Regions from separate parts of the Drosophila melanogaster genome. Here region 1 is linked to region 2. Evidence: chromatin contacts called from public Hi-C data. All regions are on one chromosome and are shown on one strand. Each heading gives the region's core, a stretch centred on a gene start, on an enhancer-like site or on the middle of the called end of the contact. The rest is flanking DNA. Distances are from core to core; before and after follow the strand shown.

Region 1 (6,029 bases), core at 1,649-4,148, 120 kb before region 2:
TATTTCTCATGGCATCGATCTGAAGCCACCTGTATAAATTCTTTTTAAGTTGCTTATCCTTGGGGAAAGCGCTCAACATTTTGTAACATTTTCACTATATTTTCAAGAGCATCTGTATACGAATATTTCGTTGATGGGGAATGTTGTGCACTTTAAGCACGCCTTTGTGGCCCAAAATGTTCAGTTGGTGTTTTTTTTAATCAGATTTTGCCTTCAGCTGTGGAATCCGTTTGGCAGTTTTTCCGTTAAACTACTACAACTACAACTTTCACGGCGGCTCACTCTGATGGGCGACACTGAGCCGCAGCTCTGGCAAGTCAATCTCTTCGAGGCCAACTTGAGTCCACGGCGCACGGCTCTTGGCTTTTAGCTAATGCCATAATTGAGCAATTGATGACGGCCACATCATCATCAGCATTGCCAGGCGATGGACACGTCATCGGGGATATGGCAAGGAAGTGTGTGGGTGGAGTGGGTGGAGTGCGCGGTGTGGGCGTTTGAGGGGCAAGGCCGAACTGCTAAAACATAAACAAACGCCCCCGCCTTGACTACGGGGCACATCGAATTGCCGCATTTTGCTGCCATGCCACATCGATGCGGCCAATCGATGTTCATTCATAAAACTTTTACGCCCGTGCTCATCAGCCCCCAAGTGCACCCCATTACCAAAACACCGCACTACGCACTCCGCACATTGGACTACGGACATTGGACATGGACATTGACCGGAGTGCAGAAGGAGCCACGGGATGTCTGTCTGGCGCAGGAGATGCCGACTCGGAATCGAGCAGAGCAGCAAACACACATGACGCAACACAGTGCGCATTCAAATTGTACAAACCATCGGGGAATTAGTTAGTTTAATTTATTTATTGCTTAAAATGTAGCTTTGCTGTTTCATCTCCCTTAATTAAGTTCTTATGAAAGCAATTTTGAGCGTGCACAAGAAGTGAAGTTTAAGTTGTTAAATGAACTACCAGCTATCAGCAAGCCGTAATTCAATTACTTCGGAACTACTGAATAACTGGCAATAAAAATTCTGGATTCATTACAGTCAGCCCGCTTGAGCAAAGGCCAAAAGTCAGGACCAAACGGTAGGCTGCCTGCCTAGGCAGGCAGTTGAATGAAACTCATTAGATTATAAAATAAAATTGCAGAAGCAATTAGTCAAGTGTACCTGTTGCCCTAATCAAATCAAGAGCTCTCCACCAGCATTCCATTCCATTCCATTCACTAAAAGGGGTCTTATCCCAATGGCACACAGCACACGATCTGTGTGGCGCAAGCAAAAGAAATTGCCTCGTCGGGCCACACTTTTGTGGCCCTGACTGTGCGCCTAGCTAGCAAAGGCAGTTGCATTGATTGCCAGGGATTAGGATTACCGGGAAATGCACCATTCGTACAACCAGCACGCCCAGCAACGCCCACAAGTCTTGCACACCTGAATGAATAATACCTGGAAAACCTAGATGTATGTACATATTTCAATTTGCATCGCCTTAGCCGCTGCGAGCAGGCGAAGTCACGAAATTCTCGCATTTCTCGAATCTATGAAATATGACAAATGAATGGCGATGCCCGAATGCAGAATATCCCTGAATGCGGCACGTGTGCACAGGCATCATCATCAGCATTTGAGCGTGACTATCATTGTATGTATGACGGCAAAGGCAATGACGGGGGAGTATGGTTCTAGAGTTACGCGAAAATTCTAGGAATTAATGTGTGATATTCAAGAGCAACTGCTACAAAGGAAACTCTGTTTCATTTGCCATGACTACTTCAGTTCAAAGTTTGGCTTACACAATCTACGATTGATTGCCATTGCTGTTTGTTTCGAACTGTAAGCAAATCATGCGAATAATTATTAATTGCAGCATGCATTCATTCTCTACCAATCGCGATTGATTTCAATTGCCTCTGTGTGCGTGAGCAATTACAAGGTTCGCCGAATATCTGTCATACGCCACGTTGGTCCGGTTTACAATTTTTACAACTACAAGCTACCTGTTTTTTTTTTAAATTTAAGCCTTCCACTTCATATTATTAATTCGCAACATTTTATATAATATCTTTCGTACAAGATATTTATGGAACACTTTAAACACTTTTACCTTTACTTTCTCCCTGACGTCAAAAATTCATTTAAAAGGCTCTAAAAAATATGAGAATTCGTGTTCTATGGGCCACCCAGGTACTTGTGGGTTTTGGGGATTTTTTTTTTTTTTTTTTTTGATTTTTTGGTGACCCGATCACTGTTATTACCTGCATTGCCTTGCACCATTTTGCAGCGTATCTTATATAGTATCGTATCGTGGTGTTCTGGCTGCGCGTGGGCGTGTGTTTGGGGCTTGCGGAGATTGCCCAAAGCTTTTCGCCGTAATTTCGTGCCTCTTCTCGCGCGCGTAAAATGTATTTCGAAAAATTGTATTTGTGCTCGTATTCGTATTCGTATTTGTATTCGTATTTGTATTTGTTTTGCGTATTTTGCGTATGCCGACCGACGCCAGCAGAGCGCAAAGTGTCGCCTATGGCAGCGTGCGTTTTGCCTCGCTTTCAGCGCTTTCTCCGCTTTCCTGGTTTTTCCTCCTGGATTTTCCACGCTTGCGTCCCTTTTCGCTTGCCCAACTAGTTGCTGTTGTCCTTTATAAATAATTTGGTTGCCGCCGCAGGGGGTGGGGCAAGGGGTTTCGGCTCCCGCTCGCCCATCGGACGACTCCTGGTCGCTCTGACGCACTGACTCACTGACCAACTGAACCCAAATGGGTAGCCAGAAAACCAAAAAAAAAAAAGTGAAAATAGGGCCAGACTCTCGGCAGCAAGTCGTGTGTTTTTTCTCAGCAAAAGCGCACCGTCTGCACGCGACCAACTCCGCAGCGAAACTGAAGCGGAAACTGAAACTGAAATCGAAATAAAAGCCTAAAGGGAATGCGGCAACATCGGCGGCCGCAACATGAGGCTGAGCGCGCGCAACATCAGTGCAAGCCACTTCGGCAACAATTGCAGCAGGACTCTTTGAACACACAACTATTAACCACTATTTAAATATAACATTTTTTTGCATTTTTTTCTACCTTTGAAAGTTTTTATTTTGAATGCGCTTTTATGCTTTTGGGAACTGAATTATATTAATAACCTCTTTCCAGGATGTAAAATCGGAAAATGCGCTTCTTGGCAACGGAATGTCAGAAATTAAACTATTATACTAAACTAAGTAAGCTAAGAAACCTTTCCAATTCCTAGAGAAACTGTTAAACGGTTTAAACACATTAACGCATAACGCAAATTAATGTTTCGATATTAAAATAAAATATTACAATTTTCACCAGAAATTCTAGCCATTTTCCGCTTAAATCATCGCATCTCTGATATAAAAGGCTCCCAACAGCAACACAAAAACCAACAAAAGTGCCAGCAACACTTACAGTTGAAACATGTTCCACAGCAACATAAACAGTAACACAACGAAGCTTATGTCTCCGCACCCCGCTCACAACTCGACCCCTTACCATTAAAACATTCCCGTTACTTTCGTTTGGGAAGCTTTTCGCTACACACATACACACACACGCGCACGATGCAGGCGAAAATTTTAATATTTATTTCAAATTTAAATTAAATTAAATGTGTTTCGAACTTTCCTTGATGGATTTTTCCCTGGTACTGCAAGTTGAAAATATTATCAGTATTTTCTAACACTATTTGTATAACCGCTGATGTGCCCCTTGAGAAAGTCATCTTAATTCAAAGGCTTTCATATATATATGACAGGGGAACTATTAACTAAATAAAACTGCAAAAAAATAAACTCTTAGAAAAGGAAACTTACCTCACCATATGCAGATGCATATGCATCGTGATGCATTTTAGTGATGATTTTAGACACCAAGTCGCCGGACTTAGCCAGCTAAACAATTAGATGAGAATCGTTTAGAGATGCCTCTATTTTCACGACCTCTGCTGTTCAGTTTGCTGACGTCGAAGTCTCTGCCTGTGTGGCGCAAAATCCAGCCACAAGCAACAGGACAGCATGCCAGAATGCCCTGCTGAGCGCCGCACCACCAACCTGCCCGCCGCCTGGCCCAAATATTCTGGAACAACCCCCTACCGCACCAGCTACGCGTTCTTAAAAAGAAAGCCCCATCCATGCACACAAGTCTGCCCCAAATTTGGATGAAAACATTTCGGTGTAACTCGTGGCCCGCTGTTGCTTCGCATTGAGTTTGCGCCCTGGCCATGTAACCCGCAACCTTACGCCCTCACCCGCCCTGCACCACCCTGTGCCACCCTGTGCCACCCAAAAACACCCTAAACGACCCTAAGCCATCCTAAAGGAGCCTGCACCAGAACCACTACAGTGCCTAACATAACCTACTCACTGCGGATTCGTGTGTACCGAAATATTCTTTCTCAGGTGCAGGCGAAAGCGAATTTCTGTGCCGTCCAAGCGGGAATCCTGCCCAGCATTTTCTCGGCATCCAGCTGTGCAGCAGAAATAGTTATGCCTCCATTACTTAAGGCAACAGGACGAAAGTGGCCATTAGTCTTCAAGGGGGGCTTAGCAAATATCTTGAGGACTTTGCTCTTATCAACTTTTAAATTACCCACGACGAAAGTCCTAACAAAAATTTAGAAGAGCTATCAATTGGTAAAGTTACCTATTTTAAGGCAACCAAGAAATTTAATACTCTAATATATGTACTAATATATGCTACCAATATATTCATTTTACATATCCGTTACATGAAGAGTAACCCTATGAAGTATATTCATTCTTAATCGGGATCACTATCCCGATCTGAATGATCAGTTGATCCGTCCCTCCGTTTTAAAACATTCACATTTCCTTTGGCTGAGTAATGGGTATCCAATAGACGCGGCACTCGACTTCTTTAGTGTTCCATATTGTTTTAGTTATCGTATGTTCCACCCATCCGCAGAAGATGTTGTTGAGATGTTGAGCCTTTTAGCAAATAATACTTTAAAAAATTTAATGGAATTATTTTGCGTGTTCTCCTCAAGAATACGCTTTATTATAAATGAAAACGAGAGAATGCTGTAGTCGAGTGCCGTTGTACATATCTGATAGTCGAGGCTGATAAATTTAAAAACTGTCGGTTTTGGTCGGTTTGTGGTCGTTAGAGTGGGCGTGGCAAATAGTTTTTTTTTCGATAAAATTGTACAAGACAAAAAAATTATCAAAAAATGGGATAACATTTTGCAAATGCGTGTTTTGTACGGTTTGTGGGCGTACAAATGGACGTGGCAACATTGAAGTTCTGGACATTCGTACGGACACGGCCAGATCGACTCGGCTATTAATCCTATACAAGAATATATATACTTTATACTTTACACTTTTCAACGAATCTATGTAGCATACCCTTTTACTCCACGAGTAATTGTTAAAAAAAGAAAATACAAAAGGGAAAATTTGCTAATTAAAGCTCCATTTCAGGAATGCTCATAATATATTTTTGCGTCAACACTTAGACCATTTGATAATACATTGATATTTTGCGAATAGATTAACAGAAATCGCATATACTACGTGTTCTGCAAATATAGCTTTGCTTGTAGTAGATCGAGGATTAAACATAAGAGGCGAACGAATAAACGCCTTTTAACTTTCCTCGCGTGGGCAATCCGCCTTTCCATGTCATTTAATTTTTCCTCGAGGCGATGGAACGCTTCGCTGATGTGTTCTTCCTCGGCCTCTGAGGACTGCGAACCCTCCTTCGATCCACTCGGCTGCTCAGGATCCTCTGTCATCAAGAACTCGTTGTTTCCAGTTGGCTTTGCTTTCGCGTTCGATTTTTCTTCCATTTCTGAATTAGATTGTGCTTTAGTCAAGTAGAGAAACGAAAGTGAACTAAATATTCCGGCAAAACGAAATATTATGACAAATGGAAGCATAGCCAACTTGATCGAAAATCAATTTGAATTTGAAAATGTTTCCTTTTATATCAGAACAGTTCTTAATTGTTGCTATATCTCAGTTAAAAGGCGAAATTTTCTAGCTTGGAAGG
Region 2 (5,561 bases), core at 529-3,028:
GACTTGACCAATTTGCCGCCCCTGCGGTTCCGGGTTGAGCGCATTAGGCCGCACACTGGGCCGCTGGTCCTGGCTCCTCGCTGGGAATTTCCACTCCGCATAAATGCAAAACCGATCTTGAGGGCACCCCAAACCGAATCGAAGTACAATGGCATGTCAGTTGGGGCAGCATATGGGGCATATATGCCACGTATGACACGGGCTGAAGGTTAGGGGGTCAGCAGTTCAATCAGTGGCACGACGCAGGATACTTACCACACATGTGGACTCATTTCCATATGTGTGCGATACCACTTTCACAGATTAAAATATGATTAGAGTTGGGGTAAGGGTTAATAACCTTCTGAGGAAGAAATATATTTGCCTAACATTCCATTTAGACAAAAACAAACTTGAAATTAATTAATTATCTATCAAAATAGAATCAATTCTTCGGCACAAGACTGCGTATCTACCCATCTCCTTCTACATATCATAGCTTGAAAATTTCAAAGCTATCAATCACATTTGATTTTCAAGCTGACAAATTCCATCTCAAACATAGAATTATTCCTATATAATGCTGGTACAAATGGTAGTACAAACGAGTGCGCATTTCAAATATAGTATAGTATAGTTCTATCTATATATATATATAGATAGTATGTTCAACTATCAAGCTCTAAATTTAACATTTCCTTCAGCTTACATTTCGGAAAGCTTTATGTATAACAAAATGATATCAATCTAACTTTTAAAGTATGATACAACTGCCGAACTTTAGTTCAAGACAAGTAAGAATTTGTATAGCTACTCAATGAACCTTGAATTGAAATAGCCAATAATGCCTTAGGTGATCTCGATAACACTACTGAACATATACTGATTTCACAAACTCATCGCGCACGCCTTCGCAGTACCAATACCCTGCTGATGATCAGTGACAACTGGCTTCCTATCTGACTGACCCCGCCATAATCCTAGTGGCCATATCCGCTGGGGAGCAACAGCATCGCATTCGGCTGTTAATGCCACTGATTGCTAATAAATTGAAAACCATTTCAGCACAGACACGACCCGAAGGCAATAGGTGGCAGAGGATTTGCACTCGACGCCGGACACACCAGCCATCCTCGCATGGGGATCAGAAGCAGAGCAGAGGCAGAAGCAGGAGCAGGTGGACGGACGGGAATTCGAATCGAATCGCAATCGGAATCGGAGTCGAAGCCCCGTCAATGAATATGCAAAAACAAGGCAAACAGTGAATAAAATCAAAATAAAAACCCATTTATCAACACGCATGGCGTGGTCCAGGATGAGGACGCAGTCTATCCATCGCCGGCGTTGGAGGTGGACAAATGTGAGGCGATTGCTGGTGAAGCCGTTGGCCACGTGTTGGCCAAAAGGGAAAAGGTCACAAAAGCAGGTTAAGCTGCTTTTTTAAATAAAGCGCACAGCACGTTAATGCCCGCTGGCAGGACGAAAAGAGAATCCCGCCAGGACGCGGGGTCTCATCCATAATCCTGTGCCACTTACAGCCGGGCCACATGCGAACCACTCCGCTGGCGACCAACGACTGCGGACCACTGCTCCAGCCGGTTCCAGCCGAACGCCACCGACGTCAAACGATTGCCTGAGCCGAGCGGTCACGAGAGGACAACGAGGCTACTTCGGATACGGACTCGGCTAGCGCCGAGCTACCCGATTGGTGACGCCTTCGGCTTCGGCTGGCAATGCGGACAGTGGCGCCGTAATCCGTTCGCTGGATTTTTTGAATTAGTTGCGTGTGGTAGCTTGTTGACATCAGTACCGGGTACCGGATGCGGATGCGGATACGTGCGTGGCCCGCAAATCTCTCGCCAAATCTCGACAAGTCCTAACTTGACGCGACCCGCAGTTCATAGTTTAGAGTTCAGCTGTTCAGCGGCTGGTGTGTGACATCCCCAACTGACATCTTTTTTGTCATCACTCTGTTCTGTCCAGCTGTGTTTCGGTTTTTTTTTTTTTGTTTTATTGGTCCGGGAAATCACGTGTGTGTTGTTTTGAGTGCGAGGTGAGTGATTTCGTTGGTTTTTGTTTGGCTGGGGCCCCCGCAACAGTTGCCAGTTGCGCTTTAAACTACTCCTCAAACTGAGCCGCAAGCCGAACCATCCAAACCTCCAATCCAAACCAAAGCAAACCCAACCGAGCCCAAACCAAAACCAAACTAAGCCCGGCTGATAACTGGCTAAAACCTGACCTGCGGTCCTCGATTGCCTGCTGTTGGTGGAAGGTGGACGGTGGCGGATGGTCGATGTTGGAAGTTGGATGGTCAACGGTTGTCCGTTCAGCTAGTTTTGTGGTCGCTTTGACGTGGTCGCGGGCAATTTGAAAGCCAACACCGAAACGCCGATTACGATAAGTGCAGTCGAATTGAAAGGAGGCGGAGTGGAAATGGGATGGGAATGCGAATGCGAATGCGAATGGAAATAGGAATCATCATAATCATCAAGAGCAGCAGCAGTAGCAGGAGCAAGCAGGAGCAGACTGCAAACTGCAAAGTGCATATTCGCTTTCCGCCTGATGTTGTATTTCATTTTGCCATTCGCATTCGCATTTCGCTTTCTCATCCTTTGTCGTCCTTTTTAGTTTTAGTTGCCAGCAATTGCCGCTGCCAGTTTGCAATTAAAGACCAGCTCCATTCAAATGGCAAAAGTGAGGGGCTGAGGCGCTGAGGGACTAGCTGAAGGACTAACCGAGGGATAACCGAGGGATAACCGAGGGATAACCGAGGCATAACCAGAGGCAAAATATTAAATACTAAATGCCAGCTGCCAAGGGAAAGGCAGTTGCAGTTCAGCCCGCCTGTTGCCGTCGCCTGTCAGCATTTTGCTAAAGTCACTGTCCCACTCGCAGTCACAGTTGCCATCACCATCGCCATCACCATCGCCATCAGCATCAGCGCCAACACCAGCCCAGTCTCCCTCAGGTGTCCTGAGCGACCATCCAGCCACTTTGAGCGTGAACAGGTGAGTGACAATGTGAAAAGGGATCCTAAAGGGATGCTAGCCTGATCGCACAGGCTGATGCCATGTGGGAGGCCCATTCCCGAAAACAAACTGAGGCAAGAATAAAATAGAAATATAAGTGATCCTATGGGGTTTCCAAGCGATGTCATTTATAAAAATAAACCGACTTTCTTGGTACCTATAACTACTGTTACTATAAATTACGTTTATAAACACTATAAACACGTTTTTCCAAAAATGAGGTCGATTTTCTTTTACCTTTTCTTTAACTAGTATCCTAATTGGGTCAAAACTGAAAGTAATTATAATGCTCAGACGTTTTAAGCATGAATATTTAATTCGAGAAAAATGGCAGCCATCTGCTATAACAATTTTCAAAGCCAATAAAAGCTCATTAAAACTCTTCAAAGATTGTGCTACTTTAAACTGTCATTAGTAGTATAAAAATACATCATAAAAGTTTCAAATAATAAGTAAGGCCTATGGTATCGATCAATTTACTCTATTGTAAACAATTTGACAAATTTATAAAGTTTGTAGTCTTGGGATCAGCAGTGTGTTCCACTCATTATCTGTCGCCATTAACTGCGTCCTGTATACTGCTATCTATGGATGCTGTTGACTCGCACAAAAAGCCAGGATTGTCTGTTCCCTGAGGGAGTCACACTTTTGCCGCTTCGGGACATTTGTACACCTAATGCATAAAACAATGTATGTATGTTAATTTGCGCGAATACATAAATGTTGATATCTGGCTAAAAAAGAAATATACTCGGATAGTACGTTTCTAATTACTCTAAGCCTTATCCTGAAAATTGAGTTTGCTGGTAAGGATCCATCTCATATCTTGCCCTCCATAAATATTAGATCCATGATCATCGAATGTGAATATCTGTAAAAACCAAAAAAAAACCGCCTGCAGAGATGCCGATTCAACCAACCCCAGCCCTACTCAAAAAGCTCCATTTGGAAGATTTTTTCTTCCTCCTTTGACTCGGACTTCTCCTCGCTCTGTTGATCCTTATCCTTTTCTAGCAGGAAGATTGTCTCGCCAACGAACGGATTACTGCCTACCACTTCGACCTCATTCGAATTATCTTCGTCCTCGTCGCTCAGCATGAGCCGGTATGTAGGAAGCCCAAACTCTGAGGATTCTCCAAACATATCGTATTCCCTGGCCTCGTCGATGTCCTCGCCGTCGGACTCTACCTCTGAGCCCTCACTGTCGCCCTCACAGCAGAGGATCTCGTGGGCAAGCAGCGAAATAGTCTCTTCGCAGAAATTCTCCTGCTCCTCCTCCAAGTCGCTGTCTGATTCTGCCGACAGCAGACTGTACATGCTCGTCTGCGGACTGGTGTCGGGATCGGCCACTGTGCAGCTCTCATCTGGATCGGATGTGCGGTTCGCTATTAGTGGAAACACATTTTTCTAGATTGGTAATCACCTTCGCTATCGCTAGTATAGTCGTCGCTGGTTAGCTCACTCTCGCTAGTGGAAATATCCGAAACGTCCGCGTTTATGTTGATCTGGTCTCTGGAATTGGCAGGGTCGCTGGCCATGTTCGATTGTGTCTAATCCCGGCTCCTATATCTGTACGTCCATGTGCTGTATCTCTTAGTTTCAGACTGTCTGACTGTCTGACTGTCTGGCTGTCTCCTGGTGTGATGTGATTCTGATTCTAAACTTGTTTCCATGCGTGCTGGAAATGTTTTGCCCGGCAAATGCTACTGGGATTAGTTTTGGGTTTCGGGGCTTGGACTATAGATTCGAGATGGGTGCAGGAAGCGACACTGCCAGCACGTAATGTCCTGGGCGCTTCCTTCCAGGACGGCGAATTAAATTTTATGCCAACTGCAATGCCCTTAAAGGCGAAGGCAGAGAGAGAGAGAGAGAGAGGTCTTCGAAACGGAAAAGGCCACGGAGACAGGGCCAAGATGGAGCCGTAGTTGGAGACCGGGCTAACTGCGGCATCGTCACAGGCCGCAGGCCGCGCTCCACATGCACACTGGTTGCCGAAAGGACACAGGACTCCCATAGCCGCACACATACACACACATTCGTACGAGAACGCGTACATGAACTGGCTACCGCAGCAAAGTTACATTTGAAATTTTATTTCCATGGCCGGGGCTCAAATGCAACAAATAAAAACGAGCCACGGAGTTGCCTCTGACCCGGTTCCCGGGTTGTACTCCACTTCGCTCCGGAGTCGCTATCATTGTATCACTCTGATCTGGGCCAGGCGACACGCCTCCTCCGCCTTCTCGGGTATCCACACCTCCGTTGCAAGGACATCCGGCGTGGGACTCGACCATAGCGCACCAAGCAAGCCACTTGATAGGGCAGGCACAAATTGCCAGACAACGAACGGCCTTAATGCAATTGATATAAATTGATATAAATTATTATGAGAGTAATTACCATATCGATGGTGCGGGAACATATATAATTTATTTTTTGCTCTTAAAGCGCAACTAATTAATTTCTGTTCATCTACTTCGTTTATTTATTCCTTGCGAATAAAATAATAATGCACAACAAAGTAGTTGCACTAGAATTTCAGTACTTGTATAT

The links. A called contact is a pair of places that touch in the nucleus more often than the background predicts.
Region 1: a contact with region 2 is called in a Hi-C map of the Kc167 cell line, with 2.7 times the contacts expected there. The contact joins the promoter of tbc here to the promoter of CG1504 in region 2. A contact is called at or near these places in 13 of 107 Hi-C or Micro-C datasets (the Kc167 cell line, the S2 cell line, cellular blastoderm embryo and 5 more).

Annotation. Positions count from the first base shown.
Region 1 is chrX:20,446,200-20,452,228 of dm6, reverse strand. tbc (trabuco) reads right to left here and starts at 2,898. Exons shown (of 9, transcript NM_001298565.1): 1 at 2,266-2,898. The coding sequence starts at 2,284. CG42578 reads right to left here and starts at 5,858. Exons shown (of 1, transcript NM_001169336.2): 1 at 5,526-5,858. The coding sequence starts at 5,826. The coding sequence ends at 5,548.
Region 2 is chrX:20,326,589-20,332,149 of dm6, reverse strand. It overlaps CG1504, which reads left to right and starts at 1,778. Exons shown (of 4, transcript NM_001272815.1): 1 at 1,778-2,032. CG1631 reads right to left here and starts at 4,706. Exons shown (of 2, transcript NM_134539.2): 1 at 4,432-4,706; 2 at 3,470-4,372. The coding sequence starts at 4,546. The coding sequence ends at 3,936.